2 separate regions of the Mus musculus genome follow, and region 2 is linked to region 1. The links are chromatin contacts, called in public Hi-C maps. All regions are on one chromosome and are shown on one strand. The core of a region is the stretch at or near the end of the contact, and the rest is flanking DNA. Distances in the headings are between cores, read along the strand shown.

What was found. A called contact is a pair of places that touch in the nucleus more often than the background predicts.
Region 2: a Hi-C map of liver shows a contact between it and region 1, with 2.2 times the contacts expected there. The contact joins two enhancer-like sites. A contact is called at or near these places in 1 of 15 datasets of contacts at CTCF or cohesin (the NIH/3T3 cell line), 2 of 484 Hi-C or Micro-C datasets (embryonic fibroblasts and liver), 3 of 115 datasets of contacts at active chromatin or transcription factors (the NIH/3T3 cell line, cardiomyocytes and heart atrium) and 1 of 9 other capture datasets (embryonic stem cells).

What each region holds. Positions count from the first base shown.
Region 1 is chr15:97,004,273-97,007,294 of GRCm38.p6, reverse strand. Slc38a4 (solute carrier family 38, member 4) reads left to right here. Exons shown (of 16, transcript NM_027052.3): 13 at 1,351-1,475. Among named protein-coding and RNA genes, the nearest start is that of Gm32840, 38 kb to the left of the region's middle. Within about 2 kb of position 1,439, at least 63 of the 459 cell types and tissues checked have an H3K27ac peak or open chromatin away from gene starts, as enhancers often do. A contact at or near this core is called in heart atrium and liver, where this site is marked.
Region 2 is chr15:97,168,342-97,171,564 of GRCm38.p6, reverse strand. All of the region lies in intron 1 of Gm33149 (a long non-coding RNA gene), which reads right to left. Among named protein-coding and RNA genes, the nearest start is that of Gm32885, 2.7 kb to the right of the region's middle. Within about 2 kb of position 1,279, at least 10 of the 459 cell types and tissues checked have an H3K27ac peak or open chromatin away from gene starts, as enhancers often do. A contact at or near this core is called in heart atrium and liver, where this site is marked.

The sequences.
Region 1 (3,022 bases), core at 190-2,689:
GAGTTCTGTCAACAAGTGGGTACTGCAAGACATGCAAAGCTTTGGAAAACATATCAGTTATTTTAAGATGGAAAAAGAAACATACATATAGTACACACACACATTGGAATTTCAAAAATTGACTGCAAAGTTGTAAATAAATGTAGTTCTTCCTCCTCCTGGAATCTCCATTTTTAAAAAAAAAAACTGATTTGGTAATCTATTTTTTTAAAACTGATTTGGTAAGTTAAATTGAGTGCATGGCAAATTGGAAGGAAATGACTCGGGAAGAGCCGCCATTGCTCAGGAGTCTTTTCCCTCGGGTTAATATTTGACTGTTAACCAAGCACTTGCTCTTGACTTGGTATTACCTTCCCACTGGTTATACGTTAAAGTCAAAATCAATGCCACTGAATGTGTTTGCACCCTTTGTCTCATCTGGAGAGTAACAGCAGGGAAACCAACTACACGGGATTCCTCTGAATCCATGTACCAGTTGCATCTTGGTTTCATATGTATCTATGTATGTTTGGGTCTGGAATTCTGAATGGCTGTCTTCAAAGAAGGCATCAGACAGACCTTAGAGTAAAATGGCCGAGGGATCCAGTTTTAAAAAAAATCACATCGATTCATCCTTGCATGTTTGTCTAATGATTTTTGTAAGATAAACAACCTTTAAAACCTCCAAGGGCCTGAGTTTGGATCCCCAGCCCCTGTGTAAAAGCTGGGTATGGAGGCATGAGTCGGAAACTCCAGTGCCAGGACTGGGGAAACAGACCCAGCCCAGGGTCTTGCTGGCTGACAGCCCAGTCTAGCCAAAATGCAAAGCTCCAGGTCCAGTGAGAGACCCTGCCTCAAAAGTAGGACAAAAAAGTGATTGAGGAAAACATCTCAACATCAGCCTCTGGCCTCCACATCACACACACACACACACACACACACACACACATGCGCAAATGCACGTGAGCACACAGAGTTGCAGTCCTAAAAATTCCACGCTGAGTACAAAGAAGCTGCATAAGGATTAGCTGGACAGACAGACAGACAGACAGACAGATTGGAGGACAGTGGTGGTGTGGGCAGAAGCTGGTGGGGAGGGCTTGGGCTTTTCACCCCCTTAACAGGAACACGTCGTCCTGGTTTGTTCTGCTTCTTCATAGCAGATATAAATTTATTAACGATGCAAACTATCCCAAGAAGCTTCCTAGCAGCTCTTCACCCTACACTACAGCTTTCTGAGCTGTCTGAAGGCCCAGGCCGGCCTGGGCCTCTTCCTGTTACTGCTACACGCTTCTGTGAGGAGCTGGTGCTGACTCAGCAATCTCCCCCACCCCCACCCCCACCCCCACCCCCGAACTCTTCATCTTTCAGGGGACGTTGAAGACGAGCTGCTGCATGCTTACAGCAAGGTCTACACATTTGATACGGCTCTTCTCATGGTGCGCCTGGCAGTCCTGGTGGCAGTGACACTGACCGTGCCCATCGTGCTGTTCCCGGTAAGTACATGGAGTTCTGAAGAATTGGGGCAATGTTCTGACTCGGTGTGAACTTAGGTTTCTATGTGCTTGCAGTTCTGGGTCCGGGCCCATTATTATTTTCTCATAGAATGTAGGACAACTTAAGGTTGACCAGATAGATAGATAGATAGATAGATAGATAGATAGATAGATAGCAGTGTTACTGCTTTTAAAGTATGAGAAAAATACATGAATTCAAATTTATTTTTTTTATTTATTTTGTGTTTGGTTGGGTGTTTTGTTTTGTTTTGTTTTTATGTATATGAGTACACGGTAGCTGTACAGATGGTTGTGAGTTATCGTGTGATTGCTGGGAATTGAATTCAGGACCTCTGCTCGCTCCAGCCATGCTCTCTCTGGCCCAAAGATTTATTTATTATATATGTAAGAACACTGTAGCTCTCTTTAGATGTGCCAGAAGAAGGTGTCACAGTTCATTTTCTTTCTTTCTTTCTTTCTTTCTTTCTTTCTTTCTTTCTTTCTTTCTTTCTTTCTTTCTTTCTTTCTTTCTTCCTTCCTTCCTTCCTTCCTTCCTTCCTTCCTTTTTTTCTTTTCCTTCTTCCTTTTTTTTTCAAGACAGGGTTTCTCTGTGTAGCTCTGGCTGTCCTGGAACTCACTCTGTAGACCAGTCTGGCCTTGAACTTAGAAACCCTCCTGCCTCTGCCTCCCAAGTGCTGGGATTAAAGGTGTGCGGATGGTTTTGAGCCACTGTGTGGTTGCTGAGATTTGAACTCTGAGCCATCTCTCCAGCCCCATGAATTCAAATCTAAAAAACAAAACAAAAACAACAACAACAACAACAAAAAACCCCAGAGCTTGGGCTGTTATCTATAAACTAATAAAATATATAGAAGTGCTTATGACTCTGGAAATGAGAGAGCCAAAGCCATATAAACTTTAAAGATCACACTGCGTCTTGCTTTGATGGTATTTCAGTTTGTGCCTCGGTTTGTGCTGATGCCGCATCTGCAGGTCAGATTATTGACTCTGGCATCTTGATGGGTGATGGGAAGGAGACCCATTAGATAACATATTGGAAGAGATTGTTTTCTGACCTCTCCCCCAAAGTGGACACGTGCCTTCTGGCATTTGGGATCCCTGCTTCTTGGCTTAATCAGGGTATCGCTTTGTCCTGGGTTCACAGCATTGGGCTGGTGAGGGTGTGAGCCGCACCCAGGGACAAACACAGGTTTTCACCTCCCTGCCAACTCTGTCCCTTTTGTAAACATTCAGTTTACTCATCCATTTTAGCGATGTAAAAATAAGCGACTCAGTAGCCAGCCTTGCTGTGTACAAAATGTTCTGCACAGGACTCGGCATCAGCGAGCCACTTAAATAATGTGCCGTGGTCACTTTAAGTGCAGCTTGTGTGCTGAAAGTGTATTTTGGCACATTCCTTTTCCATGAGCACATGAAACCAAATCCCTGCCACTATCGTGGCTAGCACTTGACACTTAAATAACGCCTGGCCTCTAATATATCAGAGAGCATTCTGCAGGTCATATGTGGAACTTCAGCTTCAAAAG
Region 2 (3,223 bases), core at 30-2,529, 160 kb before region 1:
GGAATGATTGACATCCAGGTAGAGAGGGGGGAAAAGGAGGTGAGAGAAATGGGGTTCTAAGGTAGTTACAGGAACTTAAAAATAGCTGTTGTGGGCTACACAAAAGTTAGATGTTTGTATACCATACGTTTGACACGTCTGTCTGTCTGTCTACCCCAGCAGCTGGCTTGTAGTAGCTGTGTTGGAGCTCATCCATCACAAGGCTGGTTTGCGAGTGTGCACTGATTTGAGGTGGAACCCATGGCAGGGAGACGCCCTGCACTGCTCTGACTCTTTCCCGATGAGTCTTTATATAAGCACTTTGCTGGAAAATGCTTTCTCCACATTTCCCCCAGAAAATAAGCTATAGTTCCACACGTCAAACTAAGAATGTCTGTGACAAGTCCCCAAAGCAGCAATGGACCAATCACATGTGCCATGCAGGGGGTGAAGAGACTAAAGGCTCAACAGGATGCATCCGGCTATACTGAAATTGCATCTCAAGTGGCTGGAGAGAGGGCTCGTTGGTAAAGAGCATTTGCTGCTCTTCCGGACGACCCAAGTCTCAGCCTTACATGGTAGCCCAGCAACTGCAGTTCCAAAGAACCTGACGCCCTCTTCTGGCCTTCTCAGACACTGCACACATAGTGTGCACAGATATACACACAGATTAATATCTATATACATAAAATAAAAGTAAAATATCTTGAGCATCAGATGAAAATACGTCTCTGTCCCTTTTACTCAAAATCATGAGCCGTTCACTTGAAGACTGAAGATTGGTCCTACTACCCTGTAACAGGTAGGGACTGAGGGATGCTGGGAGATCCTGAAGGCCAGGTCCACTTTGATATGTTAAATAGGCACCTCGGCCATATGTGCTGCTTTGAAATTTAACACACTGGATTAGATAAAGGTCTTCAGCCTCCATCACAGCCTTCACACTGCACATAGCAAGCTCCTTTCACTGTGAAGGTCAGATGAGCCATCTGCAAACAAAGAGAACACTGAGAATAAGTCCCGGATAAAAGTAAGAACAGAAAGATCTCCTGACTGTGCAGTGACCAAAAGGCTCCTCGGTCTTTTACATTTTATGGTGGACAGAGAAAACTAAGTCGACTGCAAACCTGCCATAGTGAAAACCCTTCAAGTTATAATATAGGAGTCCTTGGCAGGAAGACAGCCCTGGCTGCTTGGCAAATCCCTCCCTCAGGAGCCAGGCTCCACATCTGAGCACCTGCCAGTTCTCGGTTTACACAAACGGACTGTGTTGCCACACTGGACACTTGACAGGAGCCCGATGTCCTCACAAAGTACAGGGTACTAAATTTAGGATCCTGGCTGTGCCACTAGAAGATCTACAAGGGTCATCCTGACGGCTCCAGTGGCTTTCCAGAATCTGCTGCCAGAGGCTTCCCAAATAGCTGAAGTAATTTGACTGCTCCAGGACAAAGGCCAACTAACCCAGGACTCAGCCCGGGTTCCCTGTAGTGCCCCAGTCCCCTAAGGTTCCAGGCTCACTTCCTATTTGAACCAGGCCATTGCAGGGCCTGAACACACGACAGGCAGAGGAGACTAAAGCAGATATAACACACCTAACCACCAAAACCCAAACGGGAAAACAGACACTCCAGAGACTGTGGAGAGCGCACAGGGCATGACTTAGAGGCATGAGGTGCACAGTGAGAGAGTCACTCTCCTCCACTGTCTTCAGCTGAGAAACTTTGGAAGAACCGAATGGCGGAATTTATCCCAGCTTGGTTCTGCACAGGTGGGGCAGGCTTGCCTTCAGAGCATGTCTTGGGCAGCAATGCACAGGAAACAGCACAGCTCTGCTGAGAAGTTTCTAGATTCTCCAGGTACCAGGTGACCGTTACTCCATGCTTCCAGAGCATGCAGCTTGTATACTTGTGTGCACGTTGCCCAGAGTGCAGGCTGGGAGCTGGACGTGGGTTCACCTATTATCCCTATAAAGGCAGGCCCTGCGTGCTGCTCTCCTTAGCTGGCCTTGAGCTAGAAGTGTCTGTCACGTAGTCAGCATGTGTTGAAGGACTGCTGTTACCACAACAGAAATATCCCCCACGCATCACAGTTTCTCCGTCACTTCTGCACGCACAGACTCCGAGTGCTTCCGGAAGAGATGACCTTATGTAATTTTTCATTACTGCAGGCTGGCATTAGTCACAAAGAACAGTCTTTCTAACCAAAAGAAAAACTCTGGACTCAATTATTGTACTATCCAAATGAGACAGTGAAATTCGAATAAAGGTTAGGTATCTTTTTGTTTGTTTTTTTGTTTTATTGTTTTTGGCTGGAAATACATCCATATTTATGGTTGATAAAAACTAAAATCAGAGTGGACCCTTCCAATATTGCTTCCCCTGACATTTTCTAAAGTATTGGGATAATTTTAAAACCACTCCAAGCTTTGGTTTCCTCCCCAGAGCAAGCCCCTCGTCAGCGAGGGAATCCTGTCTTAAATCCAGCTTTCTTAGGTAGGCTGCGCTGGAGCTCCTGTCTAGGTTGCCTTTCAAAGGCTGTCTAGCAGAACTGCTGGGATGCTGGACTGTGAAAGGGTCTCACAGCAGGGCACAGCTGTAACTTCATGCTGAGTGACAGAGAGCCACCATGGACATAAGTGGGACAGATATGTCACAGAGGCTGCATGATATCTTGGCCCACGTGGCTTCACGATGAAACCGAGGAAGCCCACTCCACATAGTAGAGCTAAGTCATTCCAGCCTCAGGGAAGGCAAAGACATGAGTTCCCAGAACACCGTATGCACACCTGTCAAATGTAACTCCTGCGTGTTTCATGGTGAAATGGAAGCAGGGAGCCATAGTATGGCTTAGTGCAAACCCCTTTCAGTGTGCCCTTGGCAGAAGCCTCCACCTTGGAGTCAGTCCCTAAATGCTGACTGACTCTAGTTGGTTGCTTGTACCAGCCACTGACCCTCAAGAGGTAATGGGGAAGATTTTCTTGGGCAGTTGGGAGGAAAAATAAAAGGGAAACCTGTCAAGAGAAGTGTCGGGGACTGAACTGGGTTCCTCTGTGAGAGCAGTAAGTGCTCTCCACTCCCAGGCATACCTTAGTCATCCCTCCATCTTCTAATTGCTTAAGTTGATTCCTTCTTAATTCTTTAAGATCTCCACTGGGATTGCAGGTAAACATCGCTTCCTTTCGATTATGATTATGTATCAGCTGGTAAGGCAAATGCAATTTTTTGGAGGGCAAATTCTAGCA